Regions from separate parts of the Drosophila melanogaster genome. Here region 2 is linked to region 1. A link is a contact called in public HiChIP or PLAC-seq data. All regions are on one chromosome and are shown on one strand. Each heading gives the region's core, a stretch centred on a gene start, on an enhancer-like site or on the middle of the called end of the contact. The rest is flanking DNA. Distances are from core to core; before and after follow the strand shown. Region 1 holds the start of TBC1D5 (TBC1 domain family member 5). Region 2 holds the start of yrt (yurt).

Region 1 (7,290 bases), core at 2,891-5,390:
CCCGACGCTCAATGGAGGTTCGTCGCATAATACGCGCCCTTCGCGACTCAATGGGCAAGCGACAGGAAGAACGCTCCCAAATGGACATGGCCAGGGACATGATATGCTCGTCGTTTGATATTGTTACACGCTTGCGAACTTTGGAACGGGAGTCGGTCGCACATAACGAGTCTATGGCCCAGGCGCCGCCATCGGTGACAGTGTCACCGATTAAGCCACCGGAGCCACGACATGTAATGGATCTCTTCTTTGACAGCATTTCGCCGACCATGAAGTCCCTGCCGCCGGATTTAGCCGCAGAGGGCAAGTCGAAAATCATGCAGCTCGTTTGTAGCTTGGAGCTTCGAGCCATGCAGAGAAATGCGACAACTCCAACCCCAGCTACAGTTTCTGCTTCCTCGAAATGGCCTTCTTCAACTACGGTGACCCCAGTTAAAACTCCTCCTGCTCCTATTTCAGCTCCCCTTGCTTCTGTCGATGCAGATTTGCATTCCTCGGTTGTCACAACACCGCATGAATACAATAATGGGCAGAACAATAATAACGACAAGGAAACCGTACCGAAAGAGCCAGTTACCGGGGCTTCCTCTGCCCAAGTGACCATCAATGGGAGCGCCAAAGACCTGCCAGAGAATATACGCCGTATCTTAACTTCCAACCAAACGCAAGTGACCAACCGCCTCGAGACGGATTCCGTGCGTTGTGTACCTCTTGACAAACTAACAACACAGAGTCGGACCAACGTGAACGGACGACTCAGTCAAGGTGGCACTTCGGAAGCACCATCCACCCCACAGGCGGACCTTAGCAATGGTAACACGTTGGCCATGATCAGGCAGATACGGGTTAACAATAACAACAGTTCCAAGATCACCGTTACTAATACGCCTCAGATGCAACAGCCGCAGCAGGCACAGGCAAGCATAACGTCCTCGACTCCAATAATGCGTGGTGGTCCCAGCAGCAACGGTTGTCAAATCACAACATTTCGGACAATGGTGAACCATAACCGCAGGCCATAGAGCTCCTAGGAAATATGAATCAAACGTAACTTAAGACTTTATCACTGTCATTATTTAAATTCGACTCAATCAGATATACTTTACGTTAATGATGAATACTTGCAAGCAATTGTTCAAAATTTAGAATACACAAACGATGGAGCTTCTTCCAAGATATCACATAGAACACTACTCCTTCAACGAACTACGAACCTGTTGCTTCCGAAACTTGCATGTTTTGAAGACGATTTGTTTCGAAACCATTCCAATACCCGAAAAATTTTTATTTTTCATGGAGAAAATTACAAACTATGGACTTATTCAAGTCCAAAATATAGTAAACTTTATGTCTTTTAATTATAATCCTTACTAATTCCGGTTTATCCACTTTGTGGCTGCTCTGTTTAAGTCTAAATTCAGTTTCAGTCGTTAGGAGTGGACCTTACGATCAACTCGATTCGTTTCGATGCCGTTGCTGAGGCTCCGCAGCTGGCAATCCGTTTTGCACCACCGCGTTTCCAGGTTTCTCATCGCTCGTTATCGTGGACAGCTCGATTTCACGCAGTTCCCCGAGGAGCCGTCGCATCGAGCTGTGCATAAAGGCGTTCTCAGGCATCTGATAGCCACCAGTCGCAGAGAGAGCAGCCGGTGCGTTAGCGGGAGTGGAGGAAGCCGTTGGCTTTGGCGGTTTGCTGACAGTGTTTAGCTGCTTCTGCTCGTTGGCCTCCAGAGCCTGGTCGATGGGCGCCGATCGCTGGTGCAGCGGGAACATGAATTTAACGTCCAGAAAGCTGCATAGCTCTTCAATCCCGTCCAGTGTCCGACCGAGTTCTTCGCTACCATTCGCCTGCTTTCCCACATGATGGCGCACAGTGCTCAGGTAGCTCTGCAACTTGCTTCGCGCTATCTTGATTACAGTTTGGGCATTCTTCAGCTCCAATCGGAGTAGCTCTGGACTCTGCAAGGGCCAATACAAATATTTCTTAGGAACAGGTCTTTGTAATAAAATCATGAAAGTAAATGTTACGTTATAAATTTTAAAGTATTTAAGAATTGACTCACTAAAACCCTACTTAGAAAATATGTACAAAAGATTGGCTTAGATTTAAGTAGTTTTGTTTTGTTATAATTAAATATAATTTAATAAACGGTTAAATATGGTAACAGAAACACGTATACGACATTCATATATTAAAGCACACTCACATTCTCCAAGTATCCATCCATTGCAACTCGATGGGTATCTTGCAATTTGGCCAGAGCAGAAGAATCCGCCGCATTGCGCTCCTGCATGAAGGTGATCTGCCGATCGATCTGGCTACCACTAGTGGCCATCGAAGAGTTTTCTGAATTGGTGCGCGGGCGTTGTCCCGCAGGAGGGGGCACATCCTTGTCCGCGGAACTGTTGGCAAAGGACACACACGTGAAGGCGTTTGGCGGATACTCAAACTGCTTGGGATTGAGCATGAATAGGGCATGTCTCAGCACCAGATGGACATCAACATTGTTTGGGTAGCGCATTAGATATGTCAACGATGTGGTGTAGTCACTAAGAAGCACTGATATCGACATTAGTTAGGCCATTATTTAGGAACTAAGGCACCAGGCGGGAGTACCCACGTTTATCACGGATGTGCACCAACATTGCCACTAGAATGTAGTTGGGCAGGTCGAAGCGGTCGCTATCTGCGAAGATGGCATCCCAGAGTAGCAACAGGTCCAGCAGCATAAACTCCCGTCCAAAGAGAAGTCTTAGCCATCGACTATAATAAGGAAATATATAATTTGATTAATTTCAATATTCATTTTTAAGATATCTTTATATTGTTTGTGGAATTCCCTTATCGAAAAGCATTACTAGTAACTAAAACCCCCCATTTTCATTGCCAACTCACATGCCGAATATGTGCAGTGGGATTTCCATCTTTTGGAGATAGTGGTGCAAGTGCTGGTCCTGCTTGGCGAGTATTTTGTCCCGTATGAAGTTCAGCTGGCCGATAACCTCCGCCTCGGTCGACGTCTCATTGTCCCCGGGGCTCTGAAAGAGGAATGGGTAGCGATAAGGGCTGCTTGCTGCACCCGCAAACTGCGACGCACCTCGGCTCGCTGTTCGATGTGGCCACCGGGTGTGGAGACCAGATTCGAGACGCGATAGTACGACTCCACGGAGGCCATGAGGCGGGAGAACAAAGAGCTGCGAGGAGCGCATTGATTTAAGATAAAAAGATTTCATGTTACTTGAACTACGTACTAGGTATCCGCTTCCAGATAGGCGGGATCCAGCACGTCCAGCAGTGTGGGATTAATATCCGTTTTGGCCAGTTCGCTGAAGTGAAGCAGGGACTGGTGATCGCTGTAGACAACGAATATAATGGGAGCCAGGATCTCGTGCATGCCCTGCCGGTAGCACATATACGGATGCTCCCTGGCGTAGTAGAACAGTATGTTGACCATTGCATTCTGCACCAATGGCTTACGGAAGAAGTCCACACCCGGGAAAGTGCGCACCACATCCTGCCGGATGACGGCGAATAGGTCCTGGTCGCTAAAGTACTGATTCCACACGCTTTGCGTCGACTGCGACAGCGGATCATCGTTGCAGTCCACGGCCAGTTGGTGCGGATTGCGGACGTAGTCTGCCCGGAACTTGTCGTACCTAACTCGCTGCTGAAGTCGCTGGCTAGTCCAACTGCGGTGCTCCGACGTCAGGACGCGCAGTAGGAGGGCCCAGTGAACGCTGCGGAATTTGGACATCTTGAGATCGCCGGCAAATGCCGACTGCCGGAGACTTTCCGGGTCCGCATCGAGGTTTTCAAGCAGCACCTGCCACTCCTGACGGTAGCGCTCCACGGAGTTCATGGCTCCCGCCTCTGGTATCACCCGAATTGCACCGTTTCCCGGAAGGTGCTCCAAACTTTCCCTTGCCGACGATCCGTTCAGTGTGATGGCTTCTATTCCCCAAACAGTCATCGCTCGTCGCTGGCTAGAAACTAAGTGCAGGCGGTTATCCGCTCCGCAGCCATGTCAACACTGAATTCCGGACGATGAAGGAGGTGATTCCAAATTAAATAATACACAATGGGTTCTCCAAAGAAAGCGGATTGAATCCCAATCCCAAGATAGCAGTGCACCAGTGTGACCGTTGAGTCCCGATTAGAATATACCGCACAGTCTCGCGCTAATATACTAGAACCAATGTTAGCCCTATAAAATATCGAAAATAACGGATTTTCAATATTTAATTTATTCAAATTTTGAATTACATGGTCTAACGTTTTTCGTTAAATCAATTACAAAATATATATTCTTGGCTATTAAATTAAATTGCATTAAATTTTGCATAACACAGATCGTAAAATATTTAATGTTATTCAATTTTAAAAGAAAATCAGTTTGCATTTAAAGATTTAAGACACCAATTATTAAACAACCAAGGATTTAAAAAGACCAAACCTTTTTTTCATAATTTTCATTCGATTTCAAAATTTTTATTGTAAGCTCGTATCAATTAGTTGAGACCTAGCCAGAGCGCTATAATATGAAATCAATGTGAACACATCATTAATAAAAATTTGCGCCGACTCCTTGAATCAAAAATGTAGCTCTGAGTATTTCTAGAGATTTAATAAATGAATGTGCAACCACCAGTCAACAATAAAATTGTTTATACACTCAAGCCTCATAAGCTCCAGCTTCCAAGTTCCAAAACACTCTGCTCTCTGGCCACAAATGATGGTTCCAGCTAAAGAAAATTGAATCGGCTCTAGTTTGCCAATCCGCTTCTAATGAGCACAAAATGTATATGAATCCATTAGAGAAAAAAATCCAATAAAAGTTATTGGCTTTAAGTTCGCATCTACTTACGCGTTCTGCTTCACGTATGTAGTGTTTATCAAATCTCTCTATTGAGGTCAATGCTTGTCGCTATAATATGCAACAATTAATTCATGATAATGCCAAATAGTCGGCAGCGAAGCGGATCCAACCAGGAAATAGAAGACAATAACGAAATGCGAAGATTTCGGATCGGATCGGTTTTTTTTTTCTTCGACTGGCAGAAGTTTGGCCCCTCTTGCCATGCCAAATATTGCTAATAAACCATCAAAATCTCTGCTAATGTCCCTAAGTTTTCTAATATTGATTGTGTGCCGGTGCCATGACATGACGGTCAATGTCGTTTTTTGATCTAGTCTTGAGTCTTGAGCAATTTTTCTAATCTCTTTTCGGGGGCTTGAACTTGAACGATCGGTTGGCTTTGACCCAATGACTGAATGTCGAATGTCTGCGGTGGGTGGATGGTAGGATGGTGGATGGATGGGTTGGCTTGGCTTGGTGGGTGACTGGGTGGTTCGGTTGGTCGGTGGTCAAGCGAGTGTGTCCAGGGTAACAATTATGGCTTCAAGTACTTCGCTGAGATTTATGGGTTGCATACTCTTCACTCACGAAAACATAAATTTGGAAAATGGTATGGTACATAAATGCATTGCCCGACTGCATGCTAATCATTGCCACATTGTTGCAGAAGCGATTAAAACAATAAAGAGCAGTCTTTATAGTGCATTTGCATTAAATCCGAGCGCCTCATAAACGCATAAGCATAGGCAGTCGCACGTATGCGTCACATTGGCTTCGATTTATAATTTCTCGGTCAAAGTCAATGTCAATGCAAATGGCAAAAAACCAGCAAGACACCGCCGCATTCGCATTAATAACAATAATCAGTCAATGGGGCTATCTGGCTATTTGGCTTTAACCCCCCACCACTGCCCCTCCATCCAACGAAAAGCTCACGAAAACGGTCGAAATGCGAACGAGTTTTGGCCGCTTATCAATAGCTTTTGCCTTTGGCCTGAGAACTCGTTTGACTTTGGGCCCTGTTACAATTTGCGTTTGCCTGCTTAGCATTTTGTATTTCCTGATGTTTAATCAGTCAGCTGAAGATGCTTAAGTCGGAGTCGCGACGGCAAAACCATTTCGGGGTTCACTTTTTCACTGCTCTAGTCGAAGAGGTGCCATGATTTCTATGCAGCCTTTACCTGTATATCATTCAATAACTTCATTCTTAAAATGTCTTTCTTTTTATTTGACTTTGAACTTAAATGAACAACATTTTTAAATGAACTATATATCTGGCTCAAAGTGAAAAGTGAAATACTTCAGTTTGCATATAGAAACCCATTAACCTTTAGTTCAAATTTTATGAGCTCTTTTATTTTTTAGATATTTATGTATAAGATATAAAATTCATTAAAGAATATCCGACACTTTGGTGAATTACTTCTAAAGATTTGGTCTTCATCGAAAGCTAAGATGACTGTGAATCTCCCTTTGAATTCTAGAGCTTACTGGAGACTTTGGCCACATCTATAGACGTTACCAATAAAATTCCACTTGGTTAGGTACTTTAAGAGTCTCAACTGGTTTGCCATTCAGCAGACAGAGTATGCCTGATTTATACAGAGGGTATCCGGTGTACGGCCAGATCTTTCTTTGCCGTCATATGTAGCTCCAATGCGGTCTCGACTCCATCTCTTCATTTGCAGCAAAGACAGACGCGAGGTTAGCGTCGATACTGTTGGCGTCGTTTTTTCGCGCAGCATTGGCCTTTTTGTTTGGCTTTGTTTCCATTTACATATTTTAATTGCTGGGCCTGTGGGGCTAATCGAGCTTTTCGGAGGTCCGGTCGCCAACTTGTTTACTGTTACACCTATGCGGAAGAGTTCGAGGCGGAAGTCTGGCCAAATCCACCGGCTGTGTAATGTGTAATGAGGCGGGGGATTTCCAAATCATCCGAACTCTAGGAATCGTTTCGATTATGATATATAAATAATAGGGAACCGATAGCCTTGTCCGCATCCAAGAAGCAAGGGTCACGAGGTTAAATGTAAATGGGCATCTGGAAGCAAATATAATTCGTTCTTATCGAATTCCAATGTTTATATTTATACCCTGTGAGCTCAGTCTCGTGTTGGCCAAAAACTTGTTCTATCCGCCAAGAAATTCAAACAACTTGATCTTTAGATAAATAAATCGTTTGACGCTTGAGAGGGTTCTACCTCCCATCAACTGGGTGGGAATTTAAGCCACGTTTCTAACCACTTGCAGATCTAGTCCTACGTCTGATTTCCTCGATTTTCGAATTGATTGTCTGTTTAATCATGGCATCTCATGGAAGTGAAGAGTTCTTGATTAGGTTTATGACGCATATCTCTGGACAGCATTTTATTCATCTTCGCCTTGACTGATATCGTTAGATGGGTGTTAAATGAGCTGCCCCCCGGTTTATGGA
Region 2 (7,290 bases), core at 2,151-4,650, 160 kb after region 1:
GAAACAGGCGAATTAGTTAATCGGGACGTTAAAGCAATAAATATATATAAGGTACAATGATAGTATAAATACACCAAAGGTTTACCTGAGCTGACCGGAGCTAATGGAAGCCTTGCCAAAGCTGCCGTGGTGGGAGCTCGTTGCATTTCTAAATGGATTGGTTTCATCAAAGTTCTTAGTGGCGTTCGGTGAGTATGGTGGTGTGTAGTCTGGATCCAATCTTAAAAAAAAAGTTACATTTAAAAAGGGAACGGAAAGGTAATTATAGATAAACTTCTTACTTCACAGTCAATCCTGACGCCTTGCCAATAGATCCAATCTTGCTGTACGCCGGATCCTCGTTGCTGAAGTTGGACTTGAGGGAGTTGCGACCCAGCGAAGCAAAGTTGGCTGCTGCCTGGGATGAGGAGCTGATGGAGCCGCTGCAAGCCGCATCCGGTTCAATAATGGCAGAGTTTTGAATGACAGTAAGCACCGAAGGCGAAGGTGTAACAGTGATGAACTGATCCGTGGAAATGAGCGAGTCGAAGGCGTCGTTATTGTTATCGTTGTTAGGAGTCGGTGTCGATACTTGGGAAGATACTAAGGGAGTAGCCGGTGCAGGCGATTGGGATGCGGCTGCGGCAGCCGCAGCGGCAGCAGCTCGAGCATTAACCGAGGCCACAGCCGACACCGCCGCCTCCTGGGAAGCCTTTTGACGTTCGCGCAACAGGTGCGACTGACGGCTAGCAAATCTCTGCGATGGTCGTCTCTCAAATTGGACCGTTCTCCTGGCTCGACTCTGCTGCGTGGTCTGGAACTCGGTGCGACCGGAATACCGGAAGCGAGAGCCCATACGGAAGAAGTTTTGACGGGCGGAGGGGCCTTTGACCGGCGCCCTAAGCCGGAAGAAGGTGTGGTGCTCCACGGCGCACTTCCACAGGTGTTTGCACGCCTTCTCGTTGTACAGCCGGAAGACAAAGGTGTGCTCCTGCTCTCTTCCCTCGTCGTCATCCTCGATCACAATAAGAGTCAATTTCTTTTTCTTGAAATCCAGCTTACTGATCTTGGGCCAGAAGAACAGGCCGATCTTCTGATCGCGTTCGAAAACAAGTATTCCGGTGGGCGTAAGGCCAAGGTGGTATTCGCAGCCATCCTTTCCGAGCACCGTGTGCATGTCAACACCGTACATATCCAGCCACTTGGCCTTGTTCAGGAATGCCGTTTCTGCTTGAGCAGGTGTGAGACCACGGCACGTCTTGTACTCGTCTAGTATGGCTATCTCCAGGTCCTCCGTTTGCTCGGGCACAAAACGGAACTCCGAGACGGTGGCGGCGGAATGCTCCTGATTGTCATAGTCGCCCAGTTCAGCTGTGAGTGAAAAATAAACAATTAGTCAAATAGTTAAGGAAACTCGTGCTATATCGATGAACTCATAAAACTGTTTTTAAAGATGAGTGAATCCGTCAAATTAAATCAATGAAATGAAGAAAAACACCTACACTGCAATGCCAAAGCACAGAGTTCGGTGGCCTTGTCCTCCGGACAGTCGAGTCGCCCCTCGAGAAGATCTTGTTTCAGTTGCAAGAAGAACAGGTAGCGGGTCAGCTCTTCGCGCAGTGTATTGGGTTCCGAAGAGTAAAACTTCACCTTCAGCCGGAACGTGTAGGGCGGCCCAACTGCGGGAAAGGTAAAATAATTAGTATTGTTTGGCCCACGTAATTGGTTTCACACATTAACTCACTTTTGACCTGCTTCTTGATGGGCTTGGTGGGATCTAGCCAGTGCTTGACGTGATTGGCATCCATGAACTGCAGCCCAAAGTAATCCTTCTCGATGATGTCCAGTGCGTAGAATACCTGTTCGTACAAAAAGCTGCCCAATGCCTTTTTCTGCAATCGCAAACAGCAAAGTGGAAAATTAATGCTTCCGACGGGGGGCAGGTGTAAATCAATGCGACCCTGAACTAATCACGTTCGCTTAGCGGGTTAAATTATGTGCTGATCAGCAGCAATTTGCTTATTTTTATCACACGGACTGAGGCAATGCAAGCTGCGGTAGTGTCTTCATTAGGGTGGACCAATAAATGAAATGGTTAAAACGTTTGCTACACAATTGTTTTGGGCTGTTTTGAGAATTCAATACTTCTCTTAGCAGAGTGCATTTAATGGACAATAAATACCCTGACTTACTTCTTAATATAAATAATATTTCTGAGCTCAAATTTAAAATTCGTATAAAGGATAGAGCTAAAGATGATTCGTAAAATTTAAGACATTATTTATTTAGTACGTAATACTGAGCCGCCCTACCAACCACTTTAGCTCTATCTTTATCTCTACCTTGACGGTATTCTCTTATAAGATCCAATCGCTTGTTTGTTTGCCTTCCGAAAATTACTGCCAACGGCAGCAGTTTAAAGGGTGAAAGCCAAAAAATCGAAAATGGGCCAAATGTAATTCGATGTGGGCCCTCCTGTACTCACCGATAATTCGATGGAAAGGTCAGTGTTGTCCAGCAGAATGACGCGGCAGTCGATTTTGTTCTTGTTGACCACGATGCGTTGTGGCTTTATTTGTGAGCTGCCGCCGGAGGTGATGGCACCACCACCCCCAGCCACGCCCACCGCGGAACTAGTTGCCCCGCCGCCCTCTCTCGAATTATCCACATAGTTGTTGCGCACCTTGCGACGGCTTAGAAAACGGAGCATTTTTCTGGATTTTGTTTGGTTTTAAACGTGTGTATGTATGTATTATATATTGCGGGTGGTCGTTATTGTTGTTTTCTATGTGTTGTTTTTATGGAATTGTTGCCAAGGCAGCCGAATGCACCGATAATTCACCTGTGTGCTCACCTCGGCTGGGGAAAAAAGACAGCGCAGACATCAAAAAACCCCTCACACGCACACACGCGCAGCCAACTTGTTCTGGCCAACACACACGTACACTGACTAACCAACACACTTGCAAGCGATAGACGCCCCCGTTTTACTTAAGTTTTCCTTTTAGTTTTTTGTTTTTTTCTTCACTTTTGGTTCGGGGAGCTGAGCTAAAGTTGCTGGCCAAAGTGGGCGCTCCTTTCGGGCGGTTTCTTTACTACGGGTTTTGGCTCGTCGCACCCCCTCCCCCGCGAAAAAATCACTGTTAGCCTGGTTTTTGGTTGGCGAAAAAGAGGAGAGAGAAAAAACAGGCCAGCCAAACACGTTAGTTCCCGCTTCGCGAGGCGACTTTCCGGGTATTCAATCACTTGTTTTCACACTTTATTTTGTTGGCGGTGCTGCATCGTCCGGTCACTATTATGTTTTGTTATTATTTTGGGCTATTTAAGTGCACTTTCGGAATTTTTTTAGGAGTAGAATGTAAGAATGGCCGCAGTAGTTGTTGATCTTATGCGAGCAGTGTGACCAGATGTGGTCACGACAAATATACCAAGTACACAACAAATTGTACATGTCGGTTTTCGGTATTTCTGTGTGACCGTCGAATTCAAATCAGGTGCAGAGCCACGATATTCGTTGAGCTAAGACACGAACCTCCCCGCTTGGCTAGAAAACAGCTAATTCGTCCATTTCAATTTTACTTTCTTAATTTTCCACTTGGTTTTTCATGTAACCTGTATTTTGATAGAAAATATTATAAAAGATCTTACAACAAATGATAATTTCCAAAAATTAAACAAATGGAAGTAAAGATTGATTTCAACAAATTTTCTATACGTTGTGCAGAAAATTCTAATTAATTAAATTTATCCAAACTCATCAAGTATTTTGCTACAGTGTGATTCTTTCAATTCAAAATTGTTCAACGTTATATTTATTAGCTAATACACATGGGATAATTAAATAAATCAGAAGAAGAAAGCACGAATATAAATCGAAATTATGTAGACACAGTAAAAAACAATTCCAGCCATATTTTGCATCAAAAGAGAAGCTACAGACTTGATCATAATATTTTGACTTTTGCCTGTGGACAAGAATCGCACAAAACTTGTTGGCATTTGCGGTCGCGCAATTCTTTAAGTTTAGTACAAGCAACTAAACTAGAAAGAAGTGCACAATAACTGTAAAATAGGAAACACAAGTGGGTTCCGTAGTTGCAGCCGGCATTTGCAAAATCCTTTTTATGGGCAATTTATTCCTTTATTTGTTAGTGGATTTAAGGACGTAACAGTGTCCACTCCCGCACATCCCAACTTCCCTAACTTCCCCAACTTCCGCACCCATTTTCCTCCGATTCACCCTCGATCCCCATTGGTAGTCGTATTTCGAGTTTAAAGGTAAATGGGAGATTTATCGCCGGCGATTTCCGGTCTACATATATGTGTGTGTGTGTGTGCGAGTGTGTGTGTGTAGAGTTGGCGGTGGGTGGGTGTTTTAACATCTTGGCTGCGGGCCCTGTTTATATCGGGGTTTTAGTGGGCCCTCGAGAGGTTCGGCTTTTGGGCCGAGGGCTTTACAACATTTTGCGAGAACTTGAAGCCATTGGGCGCCAATTGCATGATTCATTTTCGCTTATTGGCCATTAATTCTCAATTCGCCCGATTGAGGACGATATATGTAGGTACATATATGTATGTATGCGCATTTACATTTTTATCGAACGCATTAGATATCCATATATGCTGTAATTACACAATTGGCCGTTATAACAAGGCGGATGATTAATTACTGACTAATACCTGAAACCCGATCTGTGGTCGGGCATCGATGGAATCGGAATCGCCCAGCAGCCCCGTATCGCCCATCCATCCATCCATTCATCCATCTATTTAATAACTAGGCAGGCGACGATGCAGGTCTTTAGCCATGGCCAATGTCTTAGGTGCCAGCTGCGGCAACTTGAGCAGCCAGTTCCGTAATTATGACAGGCGGCCAAAGGCCCCGGACCCCCGGCTTCAGTTCTCTGTCCATGGCATCCAGATCCCAGATCCCATATGCCAGATCCCCAGATTCAGGTCCCGTCCCGGCTCGATTTTCTCGGCCGCAGGGGTGTGGCAACAATTAACAAATGGCTTGCGTTGCCATTGCCATTGACCAAAATAGACATGTTTGCAAAGGGTTACATTCATATGTACATATACGCAGCCAAAACGCACAATGCACTCGAACAAATATATCCGAAGGTGCCAACAAATTTTCAAAAACAATTAAATAGGTATTATTAAAATGTTAAGAGTAATCCTAAGAATTAGTATAGTTATAACTGATAAATTCTCCTTAATGTTCAAGAAAATATATATTCTTTTTGTAGATATATCATAAATAAACGAAGTGTTAAATGAAATAATTCGATAAATTGAAAATACTCAAACGGACCTGTTGAAAAGAACAATAATGGGAAAATTGTAGTTTAAATGTCCATATGCTAATTATCTTCTGTTTACTATTAATTTCTTTAAAGTAGATTTATAAATTACGCTCAATAACAGTGTCGTTAGAAGTCTTACCCATTTGGTTCAATAAATTCAGGAAGTGAGTTGTTGCCCGAATTTAGGCCACTTATTTCTCCCTGTACCAAATGTGGCCTTTTGTATTGTCTTAACGATAATGGCAAGTCGTGGGTATGTAATACGAGGTGGGCAAATATTTGCGTCCGTTTGAGTGAGTGTGTGTGTGAGGTGCGGTGGTGCAGAGGTAAGCCAGTGGTGCGATGAGGTGGTGCAGTGAGCAACAAAAGCAGAGGCAAAGGTAAACTATTATATTTATATGGTCGTCTGCGGATGTGGATGCTGCTACTCGTACAGCCCAACTGTCTGCGCACTTATCTGCAGTTGAGTGAAAAATAAATTCCTTTTAATTAAAACCGCAGCACAGCTCGTGATTTAAACGGCTCACGGCTCAGACAGAATCAGCGGAAAAAGCAGAATCCGAATCCGAATCCGAATCCGAATCCCAATCCCAATCCCAATCTGAATGAGAAGCGCTGTGCAAATTTATTGGCTTCCATCCATAAATCAGCGAATGAGCGACCAAGAGGTGAATCCGATTTAATTAAATAGAAAAATGTTTTGTTGTTTACTCGGCTGATGGGCGAGCGCTAACAAACTGCGAAACTGCGAAGCTGTAGCTGAGAAACCCTTGCCCATCGAATGGGAAGGGAATTCCAAGTTTCCAGTAATTGGCTACTTAAGGTCCTTCGATTGGGGACAAGGACACCAGGACGAGCAGCCAGTCTGGGGACGAGTGCAATAAAAAACATCCTCGTGTTGTAAAATTTTATGTGTGATTGTGTGTCGCTTTACGATATCCTCCTGGCATCCAGCCTGCTCCTCTCAAGTTCCGCCCATGAGCAGGACTCGTTACTGTCCGGAGACAGATACGCCGGACTCGGAGTGGGAGGCCAAGCGGGGCGTGGTCGGTGGGCAAATAGGTGGCTTGGATGGCTTGGTGGTGGTTGGCTTGGCTGGCGACATTTGTTGTCTCAGCGAATTTCGAACGGCAGGACGATGCGATTGCCGTTACCTGCTCACCTACGCCCTGGGGGAATATTTCACGGCTATTTGGCAAGTCAACAGCTTGTTTTATTTTGGCATGTAATTTTCGATGAGTATTTTTATGACTGAAAGGCGACAAAAGCCAAAATCAATTGGAAATCAATGTTGCAGCAGTTTTCCCTGCTTTCGTTTTCACTGGCAGCCAGCTTACAGGCTTAATTACCCGAAATCATATCAGTGGGAATTTTCATTATATAATTGGAATACAAAATAAAGAGAAAAACCTTTAAATGAAAAGCTACATTTTTGGCACCGCAAGCAGATTGACACACAAAATAAAAAAAATTTAAGTAATATAATAAAGTTTAGCACTAGTTCATGTGATGAATATTTATTTATTATATTTTCATCGATTTTCTCAGTTTAAATAAATAAAATAAATAAAATATCTTATAGTTTCTGTATATTTTTGATGACAAAATCAAAAGTTAACCAATTTCGCAATCCCTTTCGGCCGAAATAAAAAGTAATTAGGCTCACATACAGCTGCTGGGAATGAAAAATACTCTGCGCGGCAGGGTGATACTTTAAATAACGCACAATTTATTTTATTTTATATTCAATTTAAAAAGTGTCAACTTTCTTCCTCATTTTGGGCGAATTTTTGCGTGGCTTGTGCGTCGACCTTCTGTTCACATAAAAAGCCCATATGAAACGCATAAAAAAAGTTATTTATGCCCCGCGGTCGGTCGCTTTTGTTGCAGTGCGTCGTGAGGAAATCGCTCCCCGATTTTCCACCATTTCCCCCCTTACTCTCAATTTTCCACGGCGGTGACAAAAAGGCTAGAGGCCTTTTTCCGCAACTCTTTCGCTTTC

The links. HiChIP or PLAC-seq counts read pairs in DNA pulled down with a chosen protein or histone mark.
Region 2: a contact with region 1 is called in a CP190 HiChIP or PLAC-seq map of the Kc167 cell line, with 5 times the contacts expected there. The contact joins the promoter of yrt here to the promoter of TBC1D5 in region 1. A contact is called at or near these places in 12 of 107 Hi-C or Micro-C datasets (the D17-c3 cell line, the Kc167 cell line, the S2 cell line and 7 more) and 1 of 6 datasets of contacts at active chromatin or transcription factors (the Kc167 cell line).

The regions. Positions count from the first base shown.
Region 1 is chr3R:13,267,871-13,275,160 of dm6, forward strand. It overlaps TBC1D5 (TBC1 domain family member 5), which reads right to left and starts at 4,141. Exons shown (of 6, transcript NM_169499.2): 1 at 3,253-4,141; 2 at 3,099-3,195; 3 at 2,897-3,039; 4 at 2,622-2,764; 5 at 2,208-2,560; 6 at 1,267-1,959. The coding sequence starts at 3,971. The coding sequence ends at 1,450. Su(var)3-7 (Suppressor of variegation 3-7) reads left to right here. Exons shown (of 5, transcript NM_079618.4): 5 at 1-2,168. The coding sequence ends at 1,022.
Region 2 is chr3R:13,431,584-13,438,873 of dm6, forward strand. yrt (yurt) reads right to left here and starts at 3,401. Exons shown (of 10, transcript NM_142034.2): 1 at 2,465-3,401; 2 at 1,724-1,871; 3 at 1,482-1,658; 4 at 282-1,350; 5 at 86-220. The coding sequence starts at 2,689. It overlaps lncRNA:CR42756 (long non-coding RNA:CR42756), which reads right to left. Exons shown (of 1, transcript NR_037760.1): 1 at 7,004-7,290.